2 separate regions of the Mus musculus genome follow, and region 2 is linked to region 1. Evidence: chromatin contacts called from public promoter capture Hi-C data. All regions are on one chromosome and are shown on one strand. The core of a region is the stretch at or near the end of the contact, and the rest is flanking DNA. Distances in the headings are between cores, read along the strand shown. Region 1 holds the start of Slc7a3 (solute carrier family 7 (cationic amino acid transporter, y+ system), member 3). Region 2 holds the start of Nhsl2 (NHS-like 2).

Region 1 (5,132 bases), core at 439-2,938:
TGTGCTGTGGAGGTTTTCTTTCTCAGATTAGACCATTAAAGACTAGGAGTAAATGTGTTTGCTCCCACCCCCACCTCTGAGGCATTGAATTCAGCACTCAACCACTAAGCCAGATCTCCATCGGTCCCAAGGATTTTACTCGTGTTTCTTTGGTAGACGTAGCTTTATAGCAGCTCTTTAACAAGTGCATTCTTTTCTTAAGTTTCTACAATCTTCTGCGGTTTCCTAGGAATTCCTAGCCTAAAAAGGACCTACTTCATGCATGAGCTTCACACTTCCTCTTTCTTGTGCATTTGAATGAAGTATAGTACCTATGGGAGGCCAGACCTTAAAACAACAGGCCAGGTTTTATCAGAATGAATGGTGACTCAATGCTAAGTCTGATGCTCCAAACTTCAGCTTAGTCATCAGCAAAATGGAATTAAAAGGGTGGGGCTGCAGCTCATTGGTATAATCTTGGCACTGGGGAGACCTACAGGATTGATCCCCATCACTATCAATTTTAAAAAGTTTCGCTCCTTCAATATTTAAATATTCATAATTTCATATTTAATATTAATAGGCAGGTGGAGAGATGCTACAAATACATTGTGGCCTAGGAATCTACTCGGGGTTAATGATCGGTGTACAGGTGGTTTGAAACTGTCTTCCATTTTCTTGCTGTCTGTATTAGAGAGTGAGAGCAGAGGCAGCAGTCGGGGCTGTTGATAGTCTTGCAAGGTCCTGAAGGATTTCATGCAGACAAACGTGCTCAGGGAGAAGACACAGTGAGATGGAGACTTGGTGCTATTTGCCCCTCCAGCCTTCACACAAACCCAATTCTCTTTATTCACTCCCCTCCCCAGTGCTGCGAATGTTTGCTGATTCTGACTAATCTTGCATAAAGGTAGAAAATACCCATGGGATCTGTGGTCAGGAAGCTTTTAATTGTCTTTTGACCACCAGAGAGGCAAATGGTTAAAGGCTATCCCTCTTTTCTCACTCCCGGCCATGCCCTGCTTGTTTTTTTTGGTTGGGAAGCAGTCTCAGGCCAAAAGCGACCAATGTTGCAAAGCCATGTGACTGGTGACTGACGGTGTGCGTGTGCGTGTGTGTGCGTGTGTGTGTGCCCGCGTGTACACAAGCGAGTGTGTTGGTATTGAAAGACCCCCGAAGGGAGACCCTCACTCAAGTCTCGGGAACGTCGCGCACCCAGTGGGACACAGAGACCGGACTTTGTGATCACACGAGGAATTTTTATTGAAAGCGAGACAGAACGAGAGCTCAGGCCAGCATGCTGGGGTCGAGACTCATACACCAAGCAAGGAGTAGAGGAGTTTCGACCCCGGCCTGAAATTTTACAGAGCTTATAAAGGCAAAAACCACAAACCAGGGGGAGGAAAAGGGGAAATTTTAAAACCATAAATTTTCTTAACAGCTAGGTGATGTGCTACCTTAGGCAACGCTCCTGGGGCTTTGAGACATTCCACACGGGTCGTTGGAACATTATGATTGATCCAGGAAAGGTAAGGTATCTTCCGGGATTGGCTGAGGCTCAAGGACCAAGTGTTTATGACCCAAGTGTTTATGAACCTAACAGGTTGCTAGTGATTTTCAACTCTTCAGTATGTATATTGTGTTGTGTGTCATGTGTAGGGAGAGGGCTTAGGGCTGGGATCCCATGACGTTACTGGCTCCTCCTCCCGGTGAATATAAGGGGCGCTTGGCTTGCAAGGACCCTGAGCTGCGGCATTGAAGCACACCCAACCCAACTCGACTGAAGTCAGCCTCACTGAACCGGATCTGAGAATCTTCTCTCTCTGGGCTTGCCAGGGCTCTCCGGTAAGCCTTTGGGGCTGGCACGTGTGTCAGAGTGGGGAGAGGGAGGCTCCTCTTTTACCTAGGCTTTTCAGGCAACCAGGGCTTGCAATTGCATCAGCGCAACTGTGACCTGTTGCTGGTAAGACCCTAGCCCAGGAGCCAGGGCTCCCTAGCTCCAGCGCATTTCCAGATTGTTTTTCTTCATGGAGCCATAAAAATCTAGATGCTGAGTCTAGGGCCACCGGGCGGGACCCCTAATCGGCCGAGAGGGAAGTGCTAGCGATCTCGGGCTGGTTTTGCCCCCCACCCCCCAGGCGCATCTCCCAATTTCAGAGACCGAAGCCCCGCCTCACTGCTGGTGCTCACTGGTCATCGTAGCCTAGCCGGAGGAGGTGGGGAACATTTGCTTTCTCCGAGGGCAAAGAAGGCTCAGGTGGATCGCCGGGGCTTGGTGAGAAGGGATAAGATTGAGGTCAGTCCCCTCTTCCAGGCGTAGCCACGTCTCTGAAGCTCTCTGGGCGCTCACTAAAAGGGATGTGGGTAATGGGTGTAAAAAAAAAAGGGTTCTTTCAGAGTTGCCCCGAGTTGAGTTCCGCTTGATTCACCAGGAGCCATAGGCCGGGGAAACAGAAATGTTAGGTTTCAAGGCTGCTGGGCTGGGCTCTAGGGTAAATCCCATAGGTTCTTGGGCAGGAAAAGAAGAAACCTAATGTCCTAGCACTTACTAAAGGCCAACCACTGTGCTATACAGAGCTTTCTCTAGCCTTTTCTGAAATGGGTCCTTCCACCTGCCTGGGAGACACTGTAATCCCCACTTGCATTATTATTGTAATTCCTACTTGCATATGAAGAAATGGTAATTAGAGGTGGAAGTGGCTTGCTTTCTCCTCTTCTGCCCAACCCCCTTTGTCCCTGTAACTCATTCACCTGGTGGAGGGAGTGGGTTTTGTAATTCACTTTTGGAGCTTGTGGGGGACAATGAGACCCATTGAAGGGCTTTTGTCTTGTTTTTCACCAGAACCTAGCTAGCATCCTCTTCAATTCCAACTAGAATGCTGTGGCAGGCACTTCGAAGATTTGGTCAAAAGCTGGTGCGGAGACGTGTGTTGGAGCTGGGTATGGGTGAGACCCGCCTTGCCAGATGCCTGAGCACCCTCGACTTAGTGGCTCTGGGTGTGGGCAGCACATTAGGTGCAGGTGTGTATGTCCTGGCTGGAGAGGTGGCCAAAGATAAAGCAGGACCATCCATTGTGATCTGCTTTTTGGTGGCTGCTCTGTCCTCTGTGTTGGCTGGACTGTGTTATGCTGAATTTGGTGCCCGGGTCCCCGGCTCTGGTTCTGCATATCTCTACAGTTATGTCACCGTAGGTGAACTCTGGGCCTTCACCACCGGCTGGAATCTCATTCTCTCCTACGTCATTGGTGAGATAGATGCTTGGGGTAGGATGGGAGGGATGGATGATTACACAAATAGCAGAGGGATTATGGATCCAGAAATCCGAGTGCAATTTCAGTGAAGTCTAAATTGTCTTTATTTTTCCTAGTATCTCAATACTTCTAGATGTCTGTTTGTTTGTTTATTTATTTATTTATTTGGGGTAGGGGTATAGGGAGGGTTTGAAGGTGCAGTACAATTGTTCACCTCCGTCTGGTGTTCATTCATTAAGATGTTAGTTAGGGTCTTTAAAATTAATAACAGGAGCTGGGTCTAGAGTTGTACACCTATAATTCCAGCACTCAGAGGCTAAGGTAGGAGGATCAAGAGTTTGTTAAGTCTGAGGCCAGGCTAGGCCTGAGCTACATAGAGAGAACTGTCAAACACACACACACACACACACACACACACACACACACACACACACACACAGAGTAAGGTGGGTAATTATGGCAGGAATCTGTGAGGCAGATGTATAGGAGGGAGGGAATTTGATCTTATAATATTCCTGAGTATTGGGGTTAAGGTAGAAAATACAATTGCTATACCAGGTACAGCCAGTGTGGCCCGGGCTTGGAGCTCTGCTTTTGACAACCTGATTGGAAACCACATCTCTCGGACTCTGAAGGGGACCATCTTGCTGAAGATGCCTCATGTTCTTGCAGAATATCCAGATTTCTTTGCCTTGGCCCTTGTGTTGCTGCTCACTGGTGAGGCAAGGGGCAGGGTGAATGATGGGAGGGGTTGGGCTTGGGAAGCGCTCAAGGGTAATGAGGGGAGGAAAGGAAGCTGGGAAGGAAAGAGTCTGCCACACAGAGGCAGAAAAAAGGGAAAGCAAGCGTGGAGGAAGGATTTTGTCCTCAGGATCCTGAACAATTTTCTCCCACAGGATTGCTGGTTTTAGGGGCAAGTAAATCAGCCCTGGTTACCAAAGTGTTCACAGGGATGAACCTTTTGGTTCTCAGCTTTGTCATCATCTCTGGCTTCATTAAGGGAGAACTGAGAAACTGGAAGCTCACGAAAGAGGACTATTGCTTGACCATGAGTGAATCCAACGGCACTTGTAGGTTAGAGAGCCACAAAGCTGGGACCATAATGGGGGAGGAGGAGGAATCCAGAATGGGAATGGGAGACAATGAACAGCTGGGCATCAGAAAAGGGATGCACTTAACTGAACACTCTTACGGATTCTCTTCCTTCTTGCACTCTAGCTTGGACTCTATGGGCTCTGGAGGTTTCATGCCTTTTGGCTTGGAAGGGATTCTCCGTGGCGCTGCTACCTGTTTCTATGCCTTCGTTGGTTTTGACTGTATTGCAACCACCGGTAACAGTCACACAATCTTGGCTGGTCTTGGGTGCAATGTGTGAACTTACAGATTTGGGGTGGCAGAGGAGGAAGCCTACTTCCCTGGTTTAGAACACTGTGCCCTGTGTTTTCTTACAGGAGAAGAGGCTCAGAATCCCCAGCGCTCCATCCCCATGGGTATTGTGATCTCGATGTTCATCTGCTTTTTGGCTTACTTTGGTGTGTCTTCAGCACTTACCCTCATGATGCCTTACTACAAGCTTCATCCTGAGAGCCCTCTGCCTGAAGCATTTTCCTATGTTGGCTGGGAGCCTGCCCGCTACTTGGTGGCTATTGGCTCCCTCTGTGCACTTTCTACTAGGTCAGTGTTAAATATTTCTTTGCCCCGTGGCTGTAGTTTCCAGCTATGTCCATTTTGTGCCAGAGAATGTTCCTTAGAAAGGCTAGGAAAGGGAGGTGGAAATGCTGTAAGCACACAGGCTGATGAACTCATTCCCCTTGGACATTGTCTTTTTTCAGCCTTTTGGGCTCTATGTTTCCTATGCCTCGGGTGATGTATTCAATGGCAGAAGATGGCCTCCTGTTCCGTGT
Region 2 (5,070 bases), core at 2,397-4,896, 760 kb before region 1:
TTCTTCTTCTTCTTCTTCTTCTTCTTCTTCTTCTTCTTCTTCTTCTTCTCTTCTTCTTCTTCTTCTTCTTCTTCTCCTCCTCCTCCTCCTCCTCCTCCTCCTCCTCCTCCTCCTCCTTCTTCTTTTTCTCTCTCTCTCTCTCTGTGATATGTGCACTCACAATAAATAAAATGTAATAAACTAAACTAAACATACCTAGAGCTATATAGTGTTTTACTACCTAGATCTTAAAGGAGATATTATACCCCTAGGCTGATGCCCTGATTGCTTTTGTAATCATCATGTAAGCATCTACAAACATTAAATAGATCTCTGAGGGAGGAATAGGATTGCTTGGATTGACTCAGCACATGGCAGCAGACATGGAGCTATTTCCCACTGGCTTTGACCATAACAAGTTTGAGAAGATCACAGAGTAAAGGCCACAGGATGCAACAAAATGGGTCACATCCAAAGCCATATGTGGGGAGGGGAAAGTGGGACTATTTAGAAGCAAGGTCATGCCTTGGTATGGCAACTGCCATAGATTCATAGACAAGAGACCTGGTTCAGAGCTGAGTGGGCCCTCTTCCCCTGCCCCATGCCAGTTACAAGAGTTTCTAGGGCAGTCTCAAAGGGGCTCAAGTTACCAAAGAGCAGCCTTTGGGGGGAGTGTTGCCAGGCAACCAAGCTAGTCCAGTCCCACCCCTGTAACCTTGAAGATGGTGGGAGCTTGACCTGAGACAGTGTAAAGAAGCGGGTGATCCTTTCGCATCCACTTTCTCCTCTTCTAACTTCCCTCCTGTCCTGTCCTCCCCTGCTGCTTCCCAGAGCCCCAGCCCAGCCTGCATGCTGTGGGTCAGTGTGACTTGTCACTATTCAGTCCTTTAGTGGCAGCCAAGTTGTCCCAGCAGGGAGGCCAACAAGCTGCTGGTCTGTCAGCTGTCATTCACTCTGGCCATGGTTCCAAACCTCCCTCCTTCCCAGATTTCTTTCCCACTAGGATTGGAAGAAACAGCTAGAGGAAGAATATGAAGGTAAGTCCTGCTAGATAGGCAGTCTACAGGGTAAACTGTTAACGGGAAGAGCTGACCCTCAGCATGACGGTCAGTAAAGGTGTGAGGATGCAGGGAGGAAAGGGTACGAGAAAGAATAAACAAAGAGGACTAGACCTCACAATGTCTGCTTGTTTGTTTATGATCAGAATGTAATATCCAGCCTGCTGGACACCTCGTTGAAGCTTATGCCTCAGCAACAAGGGGGTGCCAGATGGTACTCTCTCTGATTATGCTCCCCACCTCTCTTTGCACTTGGCACTTGTGCCTCATCCCAGCGACTGAAAAGTGCACACTGGGAATCTCAATAAGAGGCTAGGGCAGCAAACTAGAAAAGCAGCTCTTCTTAGAGACTCACAGAAGGTTTGGTGTGTGCAGTAGTTCTTGGAATGCATTAGGGCCAAGCAACATGAATGTTCTCAAAGGTAAGTGACCACACTAAAGAAAAGAGATAGACCCATTCTCAGCTCTTGCAAGCTTCCAAGAGGCTAACTCAATGACACTTATCTTAAGTGTCATTTCCCCCCTTTAACAATATACCTGCAGCATAAAACTATCTCTTTCTAACCCAATAGATCACTAGAAAGGGTTAGGCCCCCAAGTGACTTAGTGAAGCTATCCCAACACCCCAGCCCATGGGAAGGGCTGTCTGACTCAGCAAACAGAAAGCTATACTTTGGAAAAGCAGAGCTTCCTCCTAGTCCTCAACTTACCCTGCTGAACTCAGTAGGTGGCTCTCAGCAGGCTGTACACCGCAGGCTGTACACCGCAGGCTGTACAGAGATTTGGAAAAGTATTCTCCAAGTCTTATCAAGTTTCTCCTAGACTAATCCTGTTAATCAGTGGGACCCCAGGGAAAGAAAAACAATGACCTTCTTACCCTCTTTGTTAACTGAGAAGGAGCCAGACCCTGGGCCTTGGCTTGCCTGGTCCCCTACCTCCCAGAGGCTTCTGGTCCCGTGGCCACATTCCATCTGGCAGTCATCTGTGTCTTCCACCTTCCTTTGCTCAAAGGATTCAGTTTATTTTTCTCTAGCAGTGACCTCTGCCATCTACCTCAAAGGACAGAGACCTTTATGAAGGAAGAGGGGCGCCAGAACCTCTGACTCCTGTCATTTTGTTAGGGGTGGAGTCTGCAAGGAAGAAAGGCTGACCCAGACAATTCTCTCCCAAGGCCTCCCTCAAAAGTCAGCAAGTAGCCATCTTCCACCTCCTTCTGAAACTTTCTGGCACACTGCTCCCCCGACACCCCTTCCTAGCCTTCCCTAGGTGGCAATTGGCCCTGTTACCTGCCATTCCTCCTCTACTCTCAGCATTTTTAAACATACTCAGCCCCGACCCCGTTTAAGAGAAGTCCCACATTCTAAGGGAACGCTGCGTTTTTTGCAGAAGAGGTCCTCCCTATCCAAAGTGTTGAGATCCAAAGTAGTAAAGAGCCTGAGCTCCCGCCCGCCTCCAGTCTCACAGGTTCCTAGTGTTCAGTAAGGAAACTCCCGGGACCTGGCGTTTCTCGGGCATGGCTGGCGAGCACATTTTTAAGAAAACCGATGACAGTCTCTTTAAATGGTTCTCTCCCGCAAATCTGGGCAGCCGGACCTTAGCGGCTGGGGCGGGGGTTTGGGGTATGGAATCCGCTAAGCCCTGGGCAGTCTCCCCTCCCCCTGCCGGCCACTCCCAGCGAGGCAACGCGGAGTGTGCGGGGAGAAGCGAGCGGGAAGGGAGCTCGGAGACGGCTGGGCGCGGGAAGCCCGTTCGCAGTCCGGCACGAGGTCCCACGGGTCTGGCTGCAGCGGCCCCCGCCGCCCGGGAGGCAGGCGGGCAGCTCGGGCGCGATTTCCAAAGTGGCCCATCAGGAGAGACGCAGGCACGGCCATTCGGTTCCCGGAGCCACCGGGACTCTTTGGTCTGCGCCGCCCAGGACCCTACGGATCCCCTCCCTCTCCACCAAGCACTCCAGAGGTGGCGGCAGCCCCCAGACCTAAGCAGAGGGCCACTCGGGACCGGGCGAGCGGATCCCGGAAGGATCGGACGGCGGGAGGGCGTCCTGGAGGCCGTGTCCCTCGATCTTTGAGGGGCGGCCACGGGCAGACCCAGCGGGACATCCCCAGAGGCGGGTGGGAGAGGGTCGCGGGCGCCTCGCGCCTTTTACCTAGCAATTCTTCATCATCCTCCGGGCCAAGCAGGCGACAGGGAAGGCGGCGGCGGAGCCGGACGGTGCGCCGGTACAGGCTGTCGGTGCGGCGCCCCAGAGCCAGCAGGTGCCCCTCGAGGTCCTCCAGCAGAGCCAGCGAGTGGCCGCAGAGGTCTGCGAGCTGGCGGAGCAGACTGAGCGCGGCCAGGTGGCTCACGTCGCGGAGCTCAGCCAGCGGCTGCGGAGGGTTGCGCGGGCACAGACGCTGGGGCACCACAGTGCGCCGGTAGAACGGCATCCCGGGCGCGGGCGCGGGGACCGACCCGGTCCGCTAGCCTTGTGGCACTCGGGAATCCTGAGAGGCAGCGGCGGTCCTGGTGGAGCAGGGCCCGGGACGCGGGCGCGGGCGAGCGAGAGGCACGGGCGGCTGTGCGGGCAGGCGGCTTCACAGCCTGCAGCGCCGGCTCCCCGCGGGCTGCACACTCGCAGGAGCCACCAGTCCCTCTGACTCTGCTCCACTGGGCTCCTCCTCCCTGGCTTTCTCCTCCTCCCTCGCTCAGCTCACTCAGCTACTTCGGGATTCCTCCTCACCCCACCCCCACCATCCCCTTTCTTCTTCTTCTTTCTTTCTTTCTTTCTTTCTTTCTTTCTTTCTTTCTTTTGCGGTCAAAAATTCGCAGATTAACGCTTGATCCGGGAGAGAAGAAAAGGAAAAAAAAAAAAAAAGGAAAGAAGAGTAGAAAGAAGCTGAGAGTTAACCGAGGGAAGTCTGTGTGAATGTGTGTTTGTGATGGTCGGTGCGCAAAATGTGCCCGGGTCCTCCTGAGGAGCTTCAGGCCCAGTACCTTAACCCGGGTTAAGGTTGTTTTCTGCTTTGTTTTTTAAACTTAACTTTCTTTGTAAATACTGAACAATGCAGACACACCGGCGTACATACGAGCGAGTCACAGCAGAGACACGAAGTCTGGCTTCATGCATCTAGTTTTCCTTCTAAAATATACTCCTTGCCACGCACCAGTCTCCATTGAGCAAGCTAGCGGCCAGAACCTTAGAATCAGAGGAGAGAGAACCAAGTATCTTATTTGACTGTCCAGGAGGGAAGTGACCCTAGCACTGTGGAACTGTAAAGGCAAGAGCGAATAAATACAAACCCATTTTGTGGAGTAACTTATTTCGTTGGGATTGAGGGATCCAGTTTGCATTTTGTGCCAAAAGGGAACACCGATCTGTTTCCTTTGGGGGGCACAATGAGCTCCTGTAGTATCCCAGAAGAGGGGTTTCAGGAGCTGAGATGTGCTTTCAGTGCAGACAGCCCCGATTTCTCTCAACTGTAGAAGGTAAAATGTGCTCAGACAAGTAGAGTACCTTTAGTGTATTCTATGTCTGCATGCACTTGGGACATTTCCACCCAAAGCTGCTCACACTGAACTTTCAATGGTTTCTCCACTGCTCTGCTTTCATTTGGGCTGTGCTCCTTTTCATCCTACATATGCTCTGTTGAGTATAAGCCCACAGAATCTATTAGCAAAATATTTTTAAACAAAACACTTGTGCCCACACTAACACAATGTGGACTGTTTCCATTCTTTGCTTCAGAAAAGTTAATTGTTCCTTAGACAGTTCAAGAAAGCTCTATGCAGGCTGGAGAGATGGTACAATCATTAACAGCAACGCTGGCTGCTCTTCCAGAGGACTTGGGTTCAATTTCCAGCACCCACCTGGCAGCTCACAGCTCTCGGTAACTCCAGTTCCAGGGGATCCAACACCCTCTTCTCAGCTCTGAGGGCACCAGACCTACATGCAGGCAAATGCTTATACACTTAAAATAATAAAGTAAATTTAAAGAGAATCTCTGGTTTTAAATGTTTTGCTACACAAAATTAGTATGTGACATGATGGCTATAT

The links. Promoter capture Hi-C pulls out the DNA fragments that hold promoters and counts their contacts.
Region 2: a promoter capture Hi-C map of hematopoietic stem and progenitor cells shows a contact between it and region 1, with 4 times the contacts expected there. The contact joins the promoter of Nhsl2 here to the promoter of Slc7a3 in region 1. A contact is called at or near these places in 1 of 39 promoter capture datasets (hematopoietic stem and progenitor cells) and 2 of 9 other capture datasets (adipose tissue and liver).

Annotation. Positions count from the first base shown.
Region 1 is chrX:101,081,961-101,087,092 of GRCm38.p6, reverse strand. It overlaps Slc7a3 (solute carrier family 7 (cationic amino acid transporter, y+ system), member 3), which reads left to right and starts at 1,688. Exons shown (of 12, transcript NM_001301840.1): 1 at 1,688-1,821; 2 at 2,819-3,222; 3 at 3,787-3,945; 4 at 4,125-4,302; 5 at 4,447-4,559; 6 at 4,680-4,902; 7 at 5,061-5,132. The coding sequence starts at 2,853.
Region 2 is chrX:101,847,961-101,853,030 of GRCm38.p6, reverse strand. Nhsl2 (NHS-like 2) reads right to left here and starts at 3,646. Exons shown (of 8, transcript NM_001163610.1): 1 at 3,184-3,646. The coding sequence starts at 3,463.